Regions from separate parts of the Zea mays genome. Here region 2 is linked to region 1. A link is a contact called in public Hi-C data. All regions are on one chromosome and are shown on one strand. The core of a region is the stretch at or near the end of the contact, and the rest is flanking DNA. Distances in the headings are between cores, read along the strand shown. Region 1 holds the start of LOC103633283 (eukaryotic translation initiation factor 4G). Region 2 holds the start of LOC100502353 (Octicosapeptide/Phox/Bem1p family protein).

What was found. A called contact is a pair of places that touch in the nucleus more often than the background predicts.
Region 2: a Hi-C map of leaf shows a contact between it and region 1, with 4 times the contacts expected there. The contact joins the promoter of LOC100502353 here to the promoter of LOC103633283 in region 1. A contact is called at or near these places in 3 of 25 Hi-C or Micro-C datasets (ear, leaf and tassel).

What each region holds. Positions count from the first base shown.
Region 1 is chr7:165,565,385-165,569,632 of Zm-B73-REFERENCE-NAM-5.0, forward strand. It overlaps LOC103633283 (eukaryotic translation initiation factor 4G), which reads left to right and starts at 1,346. Exons shown (of 12, transcript XM_023300574.1): 1 at 1,346-1,585; 2 at 1,750-1,941; 3 at 2,052-2,230; 4 at 2,347-2,484; 5 at 2,640-2,698; 6 at 2,810-2,869; 7 at 3,104-4,248. The coding sequence starts at 1,793.
Region 2 is chr7:165,714,803-165,719,050 of Zm-B73-REFERENCE-NAM-5.0, forward strand. It overlaps LOC100502353 (Octicosapeptide/Phox/Bem1p family protein), which reads right to left and starts at 1,636. Exons shown (of 1, transcript NM_001196831.1): 1 at 212-1,636. The coding sequence starts at 1,525. The coding sequence ends at 374.

The DNA.
Region 1 (4,248 bases), core at 96-2,595:
TGTCCGGTGCGCCATACGACAGAAGCCTTCACCAACGGCCACATTGGTGGTTGGGGCTATAAATACCCCCAACCACCACACTTCAAATGATCCAAGCATTCACTACACCTCATTCAACACAAGAGCAATACACAACACTCCAAGACACAAATCAAAGCCTCCGATCGAATCAAAGTCCCCAATTCAACTCTAGTTCTTAGGACTTGTGAGGAGATCGACTTGTGTTCTTTTGTTGCTCTTGTTGCTTGGTTGGCTTTCTTCTTTCTCTCATTCTTACTCTCAAAACCTTGTAAGCGAAGCAAAAGACACCAATTATGTGGTGGTCCTTGCGGGGTCTAAGTGACCCGGGAAATCAAGGAAGGAAGCTCACTCGGTCTAGGTGACCGTTTGAGCGAGGGAAAGGGTTGAAAGAGACCCGGTCTTTGTGACCACCTCAACGGGGAGTAGGTTTGCAAGAACCGAACCTCGGTAAAATAAATCACCGCGTCTCACTCTTCATTTGCTTGTGATTTATTTTCTCCCTCTCTTTCGGACATGATTATATTTCTAACGCTAACCCCGGCTTGTAGTTGTGCTTAAGTTTATAATTTCAGATTCCGTCTATTCACCCCCCTCTAGGCGACTTTCACTGGGCGGGGAGCAGAAGCGTCATGCGGACAGGTCCGCACCAGGCTGGGCCTCGACACATGTCGGCACCGGACCCCTGCCTGAGCAAGGCCTGGGTATTCTCTGCCCTAGAGTCCCGGGACCCGACTGTGGGTAGTCCGGACCCCACGCAGAGGGGTTCGGGACCCGACTCGGGAGGTTCGGGTTGCACTCGCGGGGGTCCTGGACCTTGCTCCAAAGGTCTGGTCTACATGTACAGGGGTCCGACACTTTTCCATGGGATCCGGACCCACTATTGGCATCTTGGAATGTATCGTTTTCTCTGGCCACATGACGACCCTGGGGCCATCCATATGGCGGAGTCGGGTGCTGTTCATCACGTGACTAGTGACTAGAGATAGTCGCGTGGGCACCGCGTCTTTATGCTGTAGTAAAGGGTACCTCTGAGTTAAAGTACCGATAAATCTTCAGAAGCTGTTTTATAGAAAAACCGAAGCTACAAGCCTACAACCAAACTCTCCCAAACATGTCCTCGAAGACAAGGGGAACCAAACGAAGGAGCCTGGAGCCCCCGGACCCAGCAGCGTTCATCGTGTACTCCCTTTCGGCCCAACCCAAATAGCGCTCGCGTCAGGTGCCCGGCTGCCCGCTACCAACTAGGATCAAGGCGCACATCGCGGCCTCGCGAGCGGACGCCAGCCACCCAGCCCCGTCCGTCCGATCTGGCCCCTTGACCGCTTAAGCTCACCTCAGATACGATTAGTTACACTTTTTGTTCCTTCCGTAATCGTCGCCTTCGATTTGTTGCTGCTGCAGCTGCTGGCCAGGCCATACTACTAGAGAGGGACGCCCTCCCTTCCTCTCGCTTGGCTTACACTTCTCCCCATCCCCCAACACAAACCCAACACAACTCCGCCGTGTCGCCTACACGCACTGGCCACGACCAAACCCTAGGCGCCGCCGCCCCCGGGGCCCCCAGGTACGCCTCTCGCCTATCCGCCGCCGTGATTCCGCCTCCGCGCCGCCGTCGTGGCGCTCAGCGACTGAGAGATACGCACTAGGGTTCGCTGCGATTTCGTTGGTAAGGGTGATTTTTATGTTTTATTTTTGTTCCGGTGTGTGATTGGATCAGGGCTGTCGTAGGGAGGAGAAGGAGGAGGAGATCGGTGAGGAGAGAAGGGGATTTATGTCCCAGCGAGGGGACAGGGGCGAGGGGCACGCCAGGAGACCCGGCCGGTCCAGCAGCTTCGGCGGCCACCGCGGAGGCGGAGTCGGTGGCGCGGGCAAGGGCGGCGCGGGCTCCTCAGGCCAGCCTCCTCTCTCATCCAACCGCAGGTAAATTACTGCCATATTTGATTGATTGCCCTCTGCCTCTGCTTCGCACGATTGGTTGATCTCGCCAGGGATGATAGGGTTTTGATGAGAACTTTGGATCTTGATTGCAGCTTTAGAAAGCCTGGCAATGGCCACGGCGGGCACCAGAGGGTGGTGAACCAGCCCGACACCACTGGCTTCCAGCCTGCACCAGCGCCTGGCACCCACCAAACTCCTGCGCGCCCGCCACCTGCGCCTCAGAATGCAGCCGTGCATGTTCCTGTCTCCGCATCACGGCCACAACACCAGGGTGAGTGAGGTGTCCTGTTCCGCTATCTTGTACTGTGTTTGGAATGGTGCCGTTTGGATTGATAAACATGATGTGTTCCTTCGTTTGATTGCACATGTTTTTTTTTGATTCACCAGATCCACATGTGTCATCTTCATTGTCTGCCAGCGAGAAACCGGCTAATCCGCCGTTACCACTACCGAAAGCTACACATGCTGCTCCAAGGGCTCTACCAAAAAACTCTAACACAGCGCTTCCTCAGGGAGGATCGCAAGGTTTGCCTTATATACGCTGTTACATGTTCTTGCATGTGCATTTTTACCATCTATGGTGGCATTGTACACCTTCACTCTGGCTATTCAAACCATATTTTAGATAGGTATATACTGCATCATTAACCACCTTCTTCTTGTTGTTTATTTCTTTACAGGAGAACCATCAAAGGGGTTTAACTTTCAGTTTGGTAGTATAAATATGAATGGGCTACCGGTATGATTTTGTTATCTCTTTTTTTTTTCTCCAGCTTGGGTCATGAAGCTCTCTGTATTAGCAATTACCTTTTGCTTTCTACTTACATTACATCTATAAAATTTTGTACAGCAATTTCCTGCCAGGACAAGCTCAGCTCCTCCAAATTTGGATGAACAAAAACGTAATCAGGTATCTTGTCTTCTCTTGTTTATACAATATTCTGATGTATGTATTCTTATTTGTTGGTTCAGTGCTTGTTTATTGGACTGCTAGAACCTACAAAAATATTGATGTCCCATGACTAATTTGCCTTCCGGAGCACAGCCAGTTCCTTTTGCATGTGTTATTGGTATTGATTTGATACGCGTTCTAAATCTGCTAGTGCTCTAAAAATATTCTATTTTGCTTGTATACCTTATTCAGGCACTTGTGGAGGAACTTAAGGTTACACCTGCCCCTGTGCAACCAGCTCTGAAACAGCAGCAGTTGCAGCAGCAGCCACAGCTGCCGCCACAGCTGCCGCCGCAGCAGGTTCCCCAGCAGCCACAGCAGCAGTCAGCAAGAAAGGAAGCTGTTGGTTCCAGCCAACATAACTCCATCAATCCCCATATTACATCGCAATTGAAAAGAGATGTGCACCCATCTCCATCTGTCCCTAATGTTACATCTCTTAGACCTACCGTTCAAATTCCTGGTGTTCAGATGCCGATCCCCTTCCATCACCAGCCGGCACAAGTTTCCTTGCAGTTTGGTGGTCATGGGGCACAACTGCAGCCTCAAGTCGTGCCTAGCTCATATCAAATGTCAATGGGATTGACAGGCAGTAGTACACAAGTCCCACAGCAGCTGTATGCCCCTACTCTGCAGCATCATCAATTGCAACAGCAAGCAATGATGCATCCTGGCCAGGGTATGGGTTATGTTCCTTCCGTTGCTCACCAATTCCCACAGTTGGGAAACATTCCTATGAACATCGCATCACAATATGCTCAGCAACAGCCAAACACGCATGCTGCTGCACGTAAGACTACTGTAAAAATTACTCATCCAGACACTCATGAAGAGTTGAAGCTCGATAAGAGGATGGACTCTTCTGGGCAGAGAGCTGCACCGAGCTTGACACAACAATCCCAGCCCGTTGGTAATTATGCTCCTCATATTGGCTTCTTTCATCAGCCACAGAGTTCCTACAATCAGTCAGGAATGTATTACCCTACTACAGCTGGTGTGAACCAGGTTGCTACTGGATCTTCAGGTCCTAGATATAATTATCCTGTCACTCAGTCTGGGCAAGCGATGACATATATCAGTCCATCTGCAGTGCCTCCGGTATCTGCTCAGTCCCAATATACAGTTAAACCGCACCCTATTGGGTTGGTGACTGAAAAATCTAGTACTCATGTCACAATAAGTGCTCCACCAGCTAAATCTGAGCCTCCTAAGTTACGTGCTGCTGAGGATTCTGCGTCAAGTCGGCAAAAGGATAATGAAATTGTTTCTGGGATCGCTGTTTCTAGTAAATCAATCCTTGAGAAGGAGGAGAGTAACGATCCTTTAGTCACAGTGAA
Region 2 (4,248 bases), core at 386-2,885, 150 kb after region 1:
CAAGTAATCGACAGTTTTACAGCACATGCTGCTTAGAACATTCACCCAACATCCAGTTTATGTAAATATAAAATACCCAAAATTGGCTTCCAGAGGAAGAAGACCAGAGCCACCTAGAATATATGAATCCAACATTACATTAACTCGGTACTGATTAATCACACCAAATACTATACTACTTAGTATTATATCATGCTCATAGATCCATTTCACGAATATATTTCCACTAGACGAAAACTGCAATAATATCTATCCATCATCCGCCTCCCTCATCTATACACCAACCAAGACGAATCGATAAAAATCTAATACGCACGCAGAACTCAGGCATCTGCAATAATAATCAGGAACCAGAGATGTGAAGCCGATGCGCCTAGGAAGAGTGTGCCCCACCTTCGGGAGGCAGCGATGGCATCCCCTCCGAGTTGTAGTTGTAGACGACCGCGCGCGGCGGCGCGTACATCATCGGCGGGAACGCCTGCATGTGCTGCGGGACGCCGTAGACGCCGCCGGCCGCGTGAAGATCTCCGCCAGGCGCCTCGCTTCCTCCGCCACCGACAATGTGGTAGACCGGGCGAGGCATGTAGCCGCCCTGCGCAGACGGTTCGAGATAGTGGACCGGCGGCGGCACGGGGAAGTAGTACACAGGCTGCGCCATGTACGGCGGCGGCGGGGCGGGCCACGATGACGCTCCCTCTACGACGTAGGGCATCTGGCGCGCGGAAGGTGGCACGTCGCATTCGTCGTCGTCGTGGTGGCGCGGAGTCTCCGTGGCGTCGGACTTGGCGCGGGCCGCCGCGGGGCCGGGGCTGGGCTCACCGGACGTGGTTTCGAGGCCGAAGAGGTAGTCGGGAACCTCGGAGACGATCGAGGAGGCCTCGGATCGGCCGCGCTCGGTGGGGTGCGGCTGCGGCGCGGGGGCGTTTAGCGCGTCGACAAACCACTGGTCGGTGGAGGCGGCCTCACTGGTGGTGCCGGAGAAGACGGAGCCGAAGGCGGCGTCAGGCGCGGGCGCGAAGAGGAAGACGCGGAGGCGGGGTGGCCTGGCGACGTTGGCGGAGAGGTCTTGGATGCGGTCAAGCTCGTCCATGAGGTGGTCGACGTCGTCGTCGGAGGTGATGGAGACGAGCGAGTCGAGGTCGTCCTGGGGCAGCTGGTACTTGAGCGACGGCCTGGGCGCCCCCGGGGCGAAGAGCACGGGCGCGACCTTGGCGAGCGCGGCGACGAGGGCGGCGAAGGAAGTCACGGCGCGCGGGAAGGAGACGATGCGGGTCTCCCCGCCGACGTAGCGCAGCTGGCGGTCCCCAGGGCGCGGTAAGATGCGGCCGCCGAAGCTGCACATGAGGCGCACTTGCGGGCCCCCGTGCGCCGCCTGCGCCTGCGCGGGGGGAGCAGCCGGGGTAGGCGCGGGCGCCGGGTGCAGAGATGGCGGATGGAGGTGGTGGATGCCGCCGTTCCCGACACCGGCGCGAGGGGTCGAGGACGCCGAGGTGGAGTCCGGGTGGTGCGAGGACGGCGACGTCATAGGACGCGGCGGCGGTGGTCCCGTCCCGTGATAGGGGAGTGGTGACTGGTGAGTGGTGAGGCGGTGGTGGTGGAAGGGATGGAGCGAGCCGCGAGGCGGAGGTGCTAGTTGTGAGGGCGCATCGGGATTTGGGAATCGCAAGTTGCTAGAGACTAGAGAGATGGAGCCTGGTTTCTATTCGGGGTGCTAGGCTAGTGGGGCTGGCTCGGCGGCTAGCTGTAGGATCCGATACTGCAGTGATTGATTTGGCATGTCCAGCCTCTGTTTAAAAATTGAAATTTCATATTTAAGAGTTCAAAGTTCAAATTATTTACAGGATTTGCATGCTGCCAAAATGGACGGCTACCTTTAATTTTCTGGTTGACGATAATGATCAGTAATAATGTTCCTTAAAAACAGGGGCGGACACATAACATCATGGAAGAGAGGGCACACTTGCAACAACGAGCACCAAAATATTATATGGTATATCACTCTTGTCTCCATGTGTTGAGCCTTGTAAACTTTTCATTAAGTATTTACTTAACAGTCTAATTAGACTTTTAAGTGTATTGTCATCCAAAACACCAAAATCCACGAGAAACCTTTCACATGGCAACATTATAATGTCCAATATGAGCTATATTATTAACCTTGCTCTAAGCTAGAAACTGACCTTTTTATTGTTTGGGTGGACTTAACGTTAGAAATCACAACAACAACATATAGGTAATGCATCTTAGATCATGATCTATGGTACCAAGCTATGTGGCGGTAATCTGACAGTCAGTTCAGCACAATGAATCTTAATATTGAGCTTGACACTGCATATCATTTCACTAATGTCAGCACCAAGCTTGGTGTCAAGTAAACCCAAAACCCTAATATTTAGAGCTCCACCACTAATCCTATCAATCTATCATGCCTAGCTTAGGGAATACAACTTGCTAGATTTTTATATTTTTTACAGGGTGTAACTTGGCTTTTTCTCCTTTCTCTCACACCCGTAAGATGGTTCCATATCATCCTTCTTTTGATCACTTTTATTATTGAGAGATGCCTCAAGCTTGATGTTCTTTCTCATAATGCTTGATGTCTCCTTCACACAGACTTAATTGCTCTTGTCTCCTTACAAGTTCATCCTCCTTGCTCTTTAGACAAATTTGGTCCGCCCTCAAGCATCACTCTTGATCAAGCCTCCTCTGTTGTTCCACCTCACGAGCTCGAGTCATCTTCACAAAGTATTGGCCTTTATTTTCCACCTCCTTTGTCACTCTTCGTGGCTGTGTCGGTGGTTCCTGAGCCACCCATTCATTGAAATTGCAAGGGTATGTATGTTGTTATAGATGTCATGGAATGAGTTAAAAAAGATCACGAGAAACAAATATTTTAGTTGTTGTGGTTAGAATGAAGTTTTCATCTAGATCTAGGCAATTTGATATGATTTAGATGGATAGAAGGGGGTAAATAACCTATAAATTTTTCTTTCAAGTCCATAAAATGCTAGACCAAAGTTAGATTATAGAAGGTGGAACAAATTCAAATACTCGCTCTAGCTCTATTTCACAACAAGCAAGCCCCTTCAAAAATTCTAGTTGACAAGTCTCTAGTTTGATTTCACTTAAGCACACAAATTAGCAACTATACAATTACACAATTACACATGAGTGCTAATAAGTGAATAAAAAACAACTAGTTACAGTTATGACGTACTCTAGAGTTACTTAGAACAACTACCACACAAGACAATAATTTGAATGTAAATGCAAGTGTGATTGCGATCAAATCGAATCAGGCAAGTGAATGGACACTGTCAGTACCCTGAAGTAGGGGTACCCGTTACTACAGTATGAAAGTGCGCTGTCCATGCGGCTATCCTTAGTCGCGTGGCGAACAGTACCTGACCCCACCACATGGTCGGCCCCAGGATCTCCACGTGGTCGGAGAAAAAAGACGATAGAACCTAGGATATCAACAGTGGGTCTAGACTCCCATGGGAAAGTGTCGGACCCCTGTGTGTACGGACCGGACCCCTGGGTAAGGTCCAGAACCGCCACAAGCGTGCCCGGACCCCTGGGACGAGCCCCCGGACCCCCCTGGGCAGGGTCTGGGCCACTCGCAGCAAGATCCCGGGATTCTGGCGCAAAGGATACTCAGGCCTTGCTCAAGGTCAGGCGGGGGTCCGGAGCCGACACGTGTCCGGACCATGCCGCGTATGCTTCTGCTCCCCGCTTAGGCGGAGACTCGATGCTGCCACACGACCTACTGCCCGTGACGTAAGCCAGCGGGCGGAGCCTGACGTAAGGCCTCTGGGCCGCGCGGTCTCTACATTTATTACAGATAAGATGCGCCGCCTGACAGGCGATGTGTCGCCTCAGCATTTAATGCGCCCTATCACTCTGCTGGCGGACGGTGACCAGACCATCCCACAGGCGGTGTGCCTGTCCATTCCCATGGTAGGCGGCACGACCATACTGCCGCATGCACCACGATCATCATCACTCGTACGTCGCCAGGCAAGCTTCCTCAGCACGACAATGCTGCGCAAGATCGCAGATAACAGGGCAGAAGGAGATTGCACCCGGCCTGGCATTAGTGGCTCCGGGTGTTCCTTCTGTTATGTTCCTAGGCCCACATGTCGGGGCTCAACATCCTTGTACGTGCCCCCTTGAGCTATAAAAGGGGAGGCACACAACGTTACAGAGGACAGACCCAAGCTCACCCAGATACACTCAAAAGTTCAT